3 separate regions of the Zea mays genome follow, and regions 2 and 3 are each linked to region 1. Evidence: chromatin contacts called from public Hi-C data. All regions are on one chromosome and are shown on one strand. The core of a region is the stretch at or near the end of the contact, and the rest is flanking DNA. Distances in the headings are between cores, read along the strand shown. Region 1 holds the start of LOC100282797. Region 2 has its middle 47 kb from the start of LOC103650822. Region 3 holds the start of LOC100274514.

The links. A called contact is a pair of places that touch in the nucleus more often than the background predicts.
Region 2: a Hi-C map of leaf shows a contact between it and region 1, with 4 times the contacts expected there. The contact joins the enhancer-like site here to the promoter of LOC100282797 in region 1. A contact is called at or near these places in 2 of 25 Hi-C or Micro-C datasets (both in leaf).
Region 3: a Hi-C map of tassel shows a contact between it and region 1, with 2.5 times the contacts expected there. The contact joins the promoter of LOC100274514 here to the promoter of LOC100282797 in region 1. A contact is called at or near these places in 4 of 25 Hi-C or Micro-C datasets (bundle sheath, ear, leaf and 1 more).

The regions. Positions count from the first base shown.
Region 1 is chr3:159,460,022-159,463,481 of Zm-B73-REFERENCE-NAM-5.0, forward strand. LOC100282797 reads right to left here and starts at 1,649. Exons shown (of 6, transcript NM_001155703.1): 1 at 1,269-1,649; 2 at 460-597; 3 at 198-323. The coding sequence starts at 317.
Region 2 is chr3:159,604,365-159,607,824 of Zm-B73-REFERENCE-NAM-5.0, forward strand. No RefSeq gene overlaps it. Among protein-coding and RNA genes, the nearest start is that of LOC103650822, 47 kb to the right of the region's middle. Within about 2 kb of position 1,642, at least 4 of the 20 cell types and tissues checked have an H3K27ac peak or open chromatin away from gene starts, as enhancers often do. A contact at or near this core is called in leaf, where this site is marked.
Region 3 is chr3:159,313,164-159,316,623 of Zm-B73-REFERENCE-NAM-5.0, forward strand. It overlaps LOC100274514, which reads left to right and starts at 1,525. Exons shown (of 4, transcript NM_001148871.2): 1 at 1,525-1,797; 2 at 2,813-3,201; 3 at 3,374-3,460. The coding sequence starts at 1,683.

The DNA.
Region 1 (3,460 bases), core at 399-2,898:
ATGTGTCATTTTGGAAAAAAAATGGTAAATATCTAAACCCCGAAAGTTACTTATAACTAAATCATATCAACATGCTACTGACAGCAGTTGCATGGAGTCAGAAGTATCAAAATCCACATATCAATCAATGTGACATTTTGGATCAGTTGGTTAGAGCCTAGAATATACTTGAAAAAATGGATAAAAGTTCATATTACCCCGCCAAAAATGCTGTGGAAAAGATGCCTCAAGGATACGCATTGCCTATAGATAGGGTTGTTTGGATAGACATATTCATCAAATTCTTCAGCACTGAGGCAGCAGCAGAACCCACCCATAATTCACTGGAAAATGTACAAATCCAGAATATCAGAACACAACTAAACAATCACAAAGAACAAGTTCTATAGCTTTCACATATCAGATGAGATCATAATGCTGACTATCTAAATGAAAATGAAATAAGGTTCCAGGAAATACCTTCGAAGTAGTTCCGTTGCCCCTGTAGAAGAAATTGGTTTTGACACTAAAGATGGAGTGGAAACAAGTTCACTTTCCCGGGCAGTTGATAGAAACTCTGAGTTTACCATGAACAATACTGGTAAAACATTCCCTAAGCTGTTCAACGAATAAAAAAGGAATCACCTTTAGATTACTGCATTGAGGGGAAAAACTTACTTTTTTGAAAGATCTAGCATGACTGGTAGCTTATTATGAGAAGAGTCACATACACAGGACGCTCCTACAAGTACCAGAAGTCCAGAACCAGTAGACTGCTGGGTCTGGATGACGAATGGGCGTACCCAGTGCCGTAGGCTTCCCGCACTGTGCGGGGTCTGGGGAAGGATATCTTTAAGCATCAAGTCTTACCCGCATAATATGCAGAGGCTAGGGCTCGAACCCGAGACCTTATGGTTACAGACGGTAGGCTCTACCGCTGCTGGGTCTGGATGACGAATGAGGCAAAATTACCATAAGTCTCCCTCATTCAGCTTCCTAGCTACAGGGACGAACGATACAATGGGTTCGTAAGCTGTAATCCTGCAGATCTCATGACTGCGCTATGCAGCCGAAATTCAACTGCCGCATCGATTCATGAGTGTATTGTACTACCCGTGGCAGGTTGACGCATGAATACTAACTGAAAGAAAGATCGAAGGCTAGGAAGCACAACTGTAACCCAAAATGCCACACTAACAGTTTCAGTAGAGTACACATTCTCTCTTTTGCGCGAGCCTGAGAACTGAGAACGAATACGTGTGCTCAAGATCAGGCCGCTAGATCCTTACCGTCTGTCGAGTGAACTAAAAGTGCTAGGAGTGGCGCGAAGCGCTTGCTCGGAGCAACTGGCATCTGCGAGCATAGCACAGCTGCATCCTCGGCCGATCTGCATCTTGCGCTGACAGGCGTCGAGAGGAGCCCCACTCCCATCGCAAGGCAATCGCGGCAGTACGCAGCCCCCCTATAAAGCGGCGTCGACAGGAGCGAGGGCCAGGGAAGGCGAGCAGCGCCGACAGATCGCGGCTGGTTGGCTGAGGAACTGGGCACCGACTGACAGCGATAGGGAGGTGAGAGAGGGGGCGCGTGGTGGAGCTCACCTCTCGTGCAACACGCCGCCTGCGAGGACGTCCACGGGATCGGGAGGGGCGGGCGGGCGGCGCGCCCAGGCGGAGGAGGGGAAAGCGGCGAGAAGCGGAGACACTGAGCCTGGTGGAGTTGGGGGGAGCGGCGGAGCGGAGGCTAGGGAGGGGATGGGACATCGGAGGGTTGGTGCGCGTGCGGACTCCCAGTGCGTTGCCGTGTCGCTGTGTGTGCGCGCTCACGCCAGATGCTATTTTTTTTTCCTGCACAAAATGTAGACATGTGTGTTAAAAAAAGGTACCACGTTACCAATATGCCTGAATTTACTTTTTATTTTGCCATGCGTATTCCCTCCATTCTAAACTACATGGCACTTTAGCTTTGCAGTAAACAAACTTCTTTAACGTTTATAAAGTTTATAAAATAATCTACAAGCATCTAAAGCATCCAATTAATGTTATGAATTACTCATATTGAAATATATCTTGACATCGTATTAATTTTCTAACATTCGAAGTTTAACTAAACATAGATAAAGTGAGCATAGTATCTATTTCTATATTTTGTTGTGCCAAAAATAAACATACAGACGAAGGTGCCAAACGTCACTACAGTGACGAGCCAGTTACTAATGGTCAGTGGCCTGTCGCTGCTGTCTGTCCTAACCAACGTAATGCTAACCACGGACGGCTGATGCTAAATTGCTAATTGCCAAAACTATTCTTTTCTTTTCACAACATGTGCATCGTCGCACCGGTGCTTTGCTTTTGCGCAATTGTGTTGTTGTGCAAATACATCTTCCTTCACATTCTTTTTTGTCTTCATCTAAGTGCTAACCACTCCATCACGTGTGTTGCATTGAATGCTAAGTAATTAACTAGAGTAGATGTCATGGATTAATGCATGTGTCAAGTTGTTAAGTCGGCTGAAATCTATCAGGTCGGAAACTCAAAAAATTGGGCTTTGCTCAACTAGATAAAACCCTAGTAAAAAAACTTCTAAAATCATGTAAAGTCGAACCATAGTAAGTGATTGAGTGCATAAAGAAAAGTACATATATTTTTATGTCAAATGGATATGCTATGTTATATTACATGATAAAGTGAAATTGTTACTTAGTATCATAATATTGGCATGTTTTTTTTAAAAAAAATATCGTTCAAAGGTACATTAGTTTCACTTTGGCTAAACATATAAGTTTTTTATGAAGTTGTAGGACTTGGCATCAATAAAGGAAATGTGTTCTCTTTTATTTAATCGCTAGCAAAAAATCTCTAGAGTGAGCATAATAGAGAAGATGTTAGAGAATGAAACGATATAGCGATATTCCTTTAATGCCAGTAGCACTTATATAGTACCGCTATGTATTGTTTTGTATACTAGACTAATCCAACAACACTTAATCTATCATATATACATAATTTTAATATGCATAATAAATATAATATCATTACATTTTTAATTTAAATGTACATAATATAATTTAAATATGTACAGTTCTAATTATATATATATATATATATATATATATTGCTACATGTACTTTAAATTTATATATACGGCTAGTTATACTTTAAAGTTATACAATATAATTTAAAATGAAATTGTGTGCATTTGATTAAAAATATTACGCCATCATATTGCTTATGTATTTTTTGGATTATATATAGGTGCTAAATTAAGTGTTGTTTAATTTTTTCAGTGCTTAAAGTAAATGCAGCGGTACTATGTAAGTGTTGTTAGGATGGAAGAAATATCTTTGTATTTTCTAGATCATGCCATGTTTAATTGTTACTTTTTTTCATTCCCCTAACATCCACCTGACTGATTCCATGCGAAAATGGCATATGACACAAAAAAGTACAATTTAATGATAATGAAGTAAAGTTTTAATTTCCAA
Region 2 (3,460 bases), core at 392-2,891, 140 kb after region 1:
CTGCCTTAGCTGAGGTTAGAGAAGCAATGGGTTTGAACTCTATCCATTTAGTGAATTTGTCAATAGCAACCAGCACATGAGTGTATCCTCCTTGAGCTTTCTTGAAGGGTCCAATCATATCTAGTCCCCAGCATGCGAACGACCAGGTTACAGGTATGGTTTGCAGTTGTTGTGCTGGTAAATGCTGCTATTTTGATAAGTACTGGCAGGCTTCGCACCTCTTGACTAACTCGACTGCATCACTTTTTGCCGTTGGCCAGTAGAAACCCGACCTGAAGACCTTCCCAACCAGGGTCCTAGATGCTGCGTGTATCCCGCATTGCCCTGCATGGACCTCATCCAGAAGTTGTTTTCCAGTAGCTGAGAGAATGCATTTCATGAGGACTCCTGATGCGCCCCTTCTGTATAGTGTTTCCCCAATGAGAGTGTAATGAGCTGACTGCCTCGCAATGCGTTCAGCTGCAATTTTGTCATCTGGTTCCTCCTCATTCTTTATATATGTAACACCCTGAATTTGGGGTATAAAAATTTCTTTTCTAATATCCACCGAATTCAGGTGCCACTCTCTCATTTCTTTGCTTTCCTTCTCTTTTTCCTAAAAATGGAGAATTATTTTGTTTTATGTTGGCATAAAACTAGTGGAATAAAATCTTAGAGGAACTTTGATTATTGCATTCATGCCGATGCATAGTGTTTATGAGTGCATAATGTTTCGTAACAGATTAAAATATCTCGATGATGTTTCCAAGAGTTTTTAGAATCTTTGGAACGTTTTTCGAGTATTAAATATGAATTTTAGTTTTTCTAATATTAATTAAATACCTAAAATTTAGTATTTGCAAAAACTATAAAATTCTGGAAACTCGATAATATATGTATATATATTTTCCTCTCGTCGAGTCTATTCCAGATCTCGTGTCCTTTTCGCGGGATCGTTAAAATGTCTTTCCTCGCAAACGTCATGCTGCTCGTGTCTACCCTCGTCGTGCTCACAACTGTCTCTCTCGCTCGGTCGCGACGCGATTCCGCGACGAATTTGGCAACCACCTCCCACGCTATCTCCTTTCTATATACACACAGCACCCCATCGTCGCATAACCCCTCGTCTCCCTCCCCAGATCTAAATCGCGCAGGACCAGGCATCCCATCCAGACGGTTATTGGTCTTCTTGCGTGCGCAGGTGAGCCCTCTCCCTCTCTCCCCTCCTCTGCGTGCTCCCTCCTTTTTTCCGATCAGGCTGCTGTGCCGTGGCCATGTCCCATGCGGCAGGGCGTCTTCAATCCATGGCTGCCTCCCCTGCGTGCTCCCTCTGTTTTCCTCGGCCGGCGGCGCGGTGTGGCCAGGCTCGACGTCCCCGGGCGCGGCGTCTCGGCGCGGGTGCGCGCGAGCTCGGCGCAGCCAGCGCGGCAGCCAGCCAGCGCGGCGGCCAGCGCGCACGGCAGCCAGCACAGCTTGCCCAGCGCGACGCGATAAGCAGCCGGCAGCCGCGCGGCGGCTCGCCCGTGGGCCCAGGCGTCGGGGCCCCTGCTCCCTCGCGCAAATAGGCAGCCGGCGCTCTGCTCTTGCCGGTCGACCAGCGCTGCCCCGACGTGGTTAGTCCCCTTGGTCAAGCCCGATATCCACGGCATTTTCTTCTCCATGGTAGTTTCCTGGAAGATCGTGCGTTCCGTAGAGAAGAAAAAGAGGAAAACACCCACACGTCATGGCCCACCATGGGATTATTTGTGGCTATTGAAAAATCAATGACCCTTCATGTGGCCTCGATCTAGCCGATAGAATCGCGCCACGTTGCCTTAAACCCGCAAAAAATTATTTACTCGATATCCTTTGCGTTAGATGTCCGATTTATTCCTTCCCGGGTGTATTAGCTTCGCAATAATCTCATGTGCACGTTAAAAAAATATTATTTTATCGTAACACATGTTTTAGTTGATTAATTAATTATGTGTTTGTTTGATGGTTAGTGTAATGGCGATTCTGTTAAGATTATTTTATAGATTTAAGTTGCGATTTTATAAATACATGTTAACGTAATTAATACCAACTCAAATCTTTTGATTTAAATACTTGCCTAGTGTAATCACGATACATGTTTAGCAATTCTCATATGTCGCGTCTTTTATAATCGGGATTATTATTTATACAGTATAATTTGTGTCATAAATCTGTTTTGACTTGTTTCAGTCGCGTTAACTTTGTAACCTCATCGCCAACCTGCTAGTAACATTATTTCGTCGTGAGACATGTTCTAATTAATTAGTTGATTATTTATTTATCCGAGTTATTAATGTAGTAGTTTGCTTAAGCTAATTTATAGTTTTAGACACGCTTCATTTATATCTGTTAATAGGATTATATCTACACAAATGTTTTTGAATTAATATTTATTTAGTATAAACACGATATCTGATAGCGATTCTCGCGTGTTGCTGCGCGCTGAATCGCGTGCCTTTCGCGTGTCGCGCTGTTTCGCGTGTTGTCGTGCGTGTCGTCGCGCGTGCTATTCGCACGCGTTGCCGCGTGCCGTTTTCGCACATTGTCGCTTGCCGCGCGCTGTCCGCGCGCAATATTAAATCAACGGCTCAGTAACTACACATTAACTTTTATGGTCGTCTGATTTACTCTATTCTAATTGTTTTACCTTCACAATAATATCGTATACACGTTAAAAATATTATTTTGTCGTACCTCATGCTTTAGTTAATTAATTAATTAATTGTTGGCCATGCTTTATTATAAACCGATAAATGTAGTGATTCTCGTGTCATTGTGCTGTCCGTGGGCGTCGTCGCACCATCTATGCGTTGTTCGCGCGTGATGTTCTTGTGGCGCGCGTGCTGTTCACGCAAGTCGTTGCACGTCGTTTACGTGCTGGTTCACGCGTCTTTCGCGCTGGTCGCGCGCACTGTCTCATGCGTTGTTCACATGCTACGTCGCGCGTGCCCGCACGTCGTCTGCACGCTGTCGTATTGTTTCATGCATCGTAAATTCGCTTCGCTTAGAATCTCTCGTGCTAATTATATTAGTTATTTGTTTGATAGCTATTAGTGTGGTAGATTTAATCAAAACTACATAACGGTTATAAGTTATATTTTACAATATCAAATTAAATGTCCTAGCTACTACTTGCGTAGCGTAAACGTTATAACTCCTCGATCGAAGCTTCGACTGTCGGGTTCCTTTTCCCTCGCGTGACCGTAGTAACGCGCTCTATTTCGTTCTGCATATTTTATTATGTTTTATTTGAATGATGTAATGTTCTTATGCATATACATATGTCTGTTTGTTTGTGCCTGTTGGTATTCGCTGTGTGACGCGAATAGATTGCGATCTGTTCCTGAGCTTCAAGGAATCGACGGTCAAGCTTCGGCGATCAAGTGATATTCTTCGAGTTCTGCAAAGTTGAGGACCCTGAGCATCTGTTTGGTGAAGGCAAGTGTCCTCTGACCCATTATGTCCC
Region 3 (3,460 bases), core at 275-2,774, 150 kb before region 1:
TGAGAGTGGCCTGGCCCCCACACCGAGAGGTCCGGGACCCGTCCCGGGGGCACGGCGTCACCCCTGCGGAGGTCCTGGACTCTGCCCGGAGGTCCGGTCCGTATATGCAGGGGTCCGATACTTTTCCATGGGGTCCGGACCCATCATTAATACCTTGGAGTGTATCACCTTCTCTGGCCACGTGGCGGCCCTGGAGCTGTCCACGTGGCGGGGTTGGGTGCTGTTTATCGCGCGTTTAGAGATAGGCGCGCGGGCACCGCACCTTCATACTATAGTAAGGGGTACCCCTGTTCCAGGGTACCGATAGGTTCGACTTGAAAAGTTTCCTAGCACTTAGATGAACATAGTTAGCAACTAAAAACAGTTTACTTAGTGCTAGAATCATATCTTATTCTTTTAATGTGATAGGATTTGCAATATGGTTTGATTTAGACGTAAGAGGTATGAAGGTTATGCAGGACGATCCCCATTCTTCTCAATGTTGCAACGACTGTTGTAACGATGAGGGCTAAGTACAGGACCTCGTCGTCGAGCCCTTTCCAGTAGTTTTATTCATCGTGTCCCATGGGCTTTGGGTTTTTAACTCGACACGCCTTTTCTTTAGTAGAGGCTACAATACATAGTTAGAATACATAATTCTAACTATAAATCCTATAAGTAGGTTTCCATTCATGGTGTCTAAAAAATATGCACCACCAACACCTTCATGTAACGCCATGCAATCTTTATTTGCTTTTGGTTGTCTTCCTTATGCTGAAGTTGAGTCCCGTGTCCAGAAGAGTAGCAAGTGCATAGCTCGGAATACCACCTTTAACTGAAGTGTAGTCCATATTTTATGGAAATCTGGGTTCTTAGATAATCTATCTATCATGAGAATCTAGATATCATTGGGCTTACGTGCGGAGGAAGATGAAAGGGTCTGCACGGTTTTGGATTTAGAAAGCGACAAACGTCTCATCACAAAGGCAGGAAGATGAAGGGGTCTCCACGGTTTTGGATTTAGAAAGCGACAAACGTCTCATCGTAAAGGCTCGACGAATTCTCATTCACGTTGATTTAAATGATTTAAAAAAAATGATTCTCACATAAATGAGCTAAAAGCAAAACGTTTGGGTGCCACAAACCGATTCTGACGGACAGAATCCGGCCAAGACCAAAGCAAATAAGACCATAATCCACTTATAAGCAGAAACAAACATAGCTAGCTACAAAATCACTTTATAAACAGCTACAGGGGAAAAAAAGACACCCTCAAAATTCCAAAAACTCCATGGATTATTTTGGGCCATTTGAGAGCAGTGAGTACTGACAAGCAGTAGTGACATGTCAAAATGGCGCCTTGTACTACTACCGGTCGTGGAGGGCAACCTGGCAGCTGTCCTCTCCCCTCCACCGACAGCTCGTCGCTGACGGCGACGGCCCGCAAGCCACCGCCATCATCGCCACTCGCCCACTCCACCGCTCGCTCCCACACCTGTGCCAGTGCCATCCCTTTTTGACTCCTCGGCCTCCCTCAAATCAGTCGTCACCACCTCACTGTCCGGCTGTCCCTGTCCCTGTCCCTGCGCATCAATCAATCCCACGGTCTTCCTGCCGCTTCCTCGGCTGCCCCCATCCTCCGAATCCTGCCTCGCCTCGATCTCCCCGTTCCTCGTGTTCCGACGGAGGGTGGCGGGCGACTAATGGGGACGGGGGCGGGGAGCGCGCGGGCTCTGGCCGTGGCGTTCGCCGTCTCGCTTCTCGCCTGCTCTGGCGCCGTCGCTGTCGCCAGGGCGCAGGACACCGAGCGGATCGAAGGTATGCCCGCCGGCTGGACCTCGCCTGGCCTGGTTCGCTCTCCTACCCCTTTCCCCTTCCTTGCGCCACGCTCAGACTACGCATTGCCTCGCTCCCCCTCCTGCCTCTCGACGCGCGCCGGTGGTTGCAAGTGGATCTGCCGCCGCCGCCACGATTGGAATTGGAAGTGTGGAACCCTATGAAGCAGCAGCTTTGGCCACACGAGCGGGCGGGCGCAGATCTGCCGTTGGATCAGCTCCTGGCTCAGGCGGTCCACCGCTTTCCTTCGCCTAGTCAATGATTCCAAGGAGTTAGCGGCCGCACTCAGCTGTCACTTCTGCTCACTTTGCGGGATGAAATACACATCCCATTCCCCGGCTAGGCAGTTGACACGGTTGCACACATGTGCCTCAGGATCCCGAGGTCAACTTAGTAACACATGTTATTCCTCCGCACCCTCAGATTGTGTGCATCTGAGCATAAGCAAGGCATAATCCTGCCTTGCTTATGCTCGGCAGCAGAGCTTCACTGCACAGGTGTATTTCGATTCTTTTCCAACTTCCAAGTAGATATGGCCAAACCCGAGGCCATGGAAACTAGCCAACTTTTCTGCGAAATATAAGCAAGGGCACCTCAGGCAGTAGACACTAGCAGTACAGATTAGCAGACTTACCTGAATGTTTTAATGGTTACTCCCTCCGGTCAGCAAAACCTGACGTTTCAGACAGTGGAACTGATATATGCATTATCCATGCTTTTGAGTTGGAGTTCACTAACTGAAATTCTAACCTTCTTGACTTTATAAAGCCACCGACGACCATCAAAATTCTTGCTTCATATCATGTACAGCTAGATCCTACTACTAAAACTATTCTTAAGGCTCATAAAAATTCATAGTAAACTGTATACGGTGGCTACTGGTTCGTATGGCTTCAGCTACGCGTCGCAGCGGAACTGCAATGGCTTTGAAATTAGGATCGTGGTATTACAGTTCAGAATTTCTCACATTTTCTTTGTGATCGTAACTAAATTCCAGGAAGTGCTGGTGATGTGCTCGAAGACGATCCCGTTGGGAGGCTCAAGGTGTATGTCTACGAGTTGCCGACCAAGTACAACAAGAAGATGGTGGCTAAAGACTCTAGGTGTCTCAGCCACATGTTTGCCGCGGAGATCTTCATGCACCGCTTCCTACTGTCTAGCGCGATCCGGACTTTAAATCCAGAAGTAGCCGATTGGTTCTATACTCCGGTATACACCACGTGTGATCTCACACCGTGGGGTCATCCCTTGCCCTTCAAGTCACCACGGATAATGCGGAGCGCGATTCAGTTCATTTCCAACCGGTGGCCATACTGGAACAGGACAGAGGGAGCAGACCACTTCTTTGTCGTGCCACATGACTTTGGCGCATGCTTCCACTACCAGGTGAGTTGTAGAGCCATAACAAACCATGAACCATCAGATGTACTGCCAGTGCAGTGTGGAATGAACCTAGCCTGGAAACTCATATAACGGAGTTTGAAATCTTTCTATCATTCTATTCATGTTTGCTCATAGGACCATTCGTCTAATGTCGCTCAGCACACCCATTGTTCAGGAAGAGAAGGCCATCGAGCGGGGCGTCCTTCCGTTGCTTCGCCGTGCTACACTGGTCCAGACTTTTGGGCAGAAGGATCATGTCTGC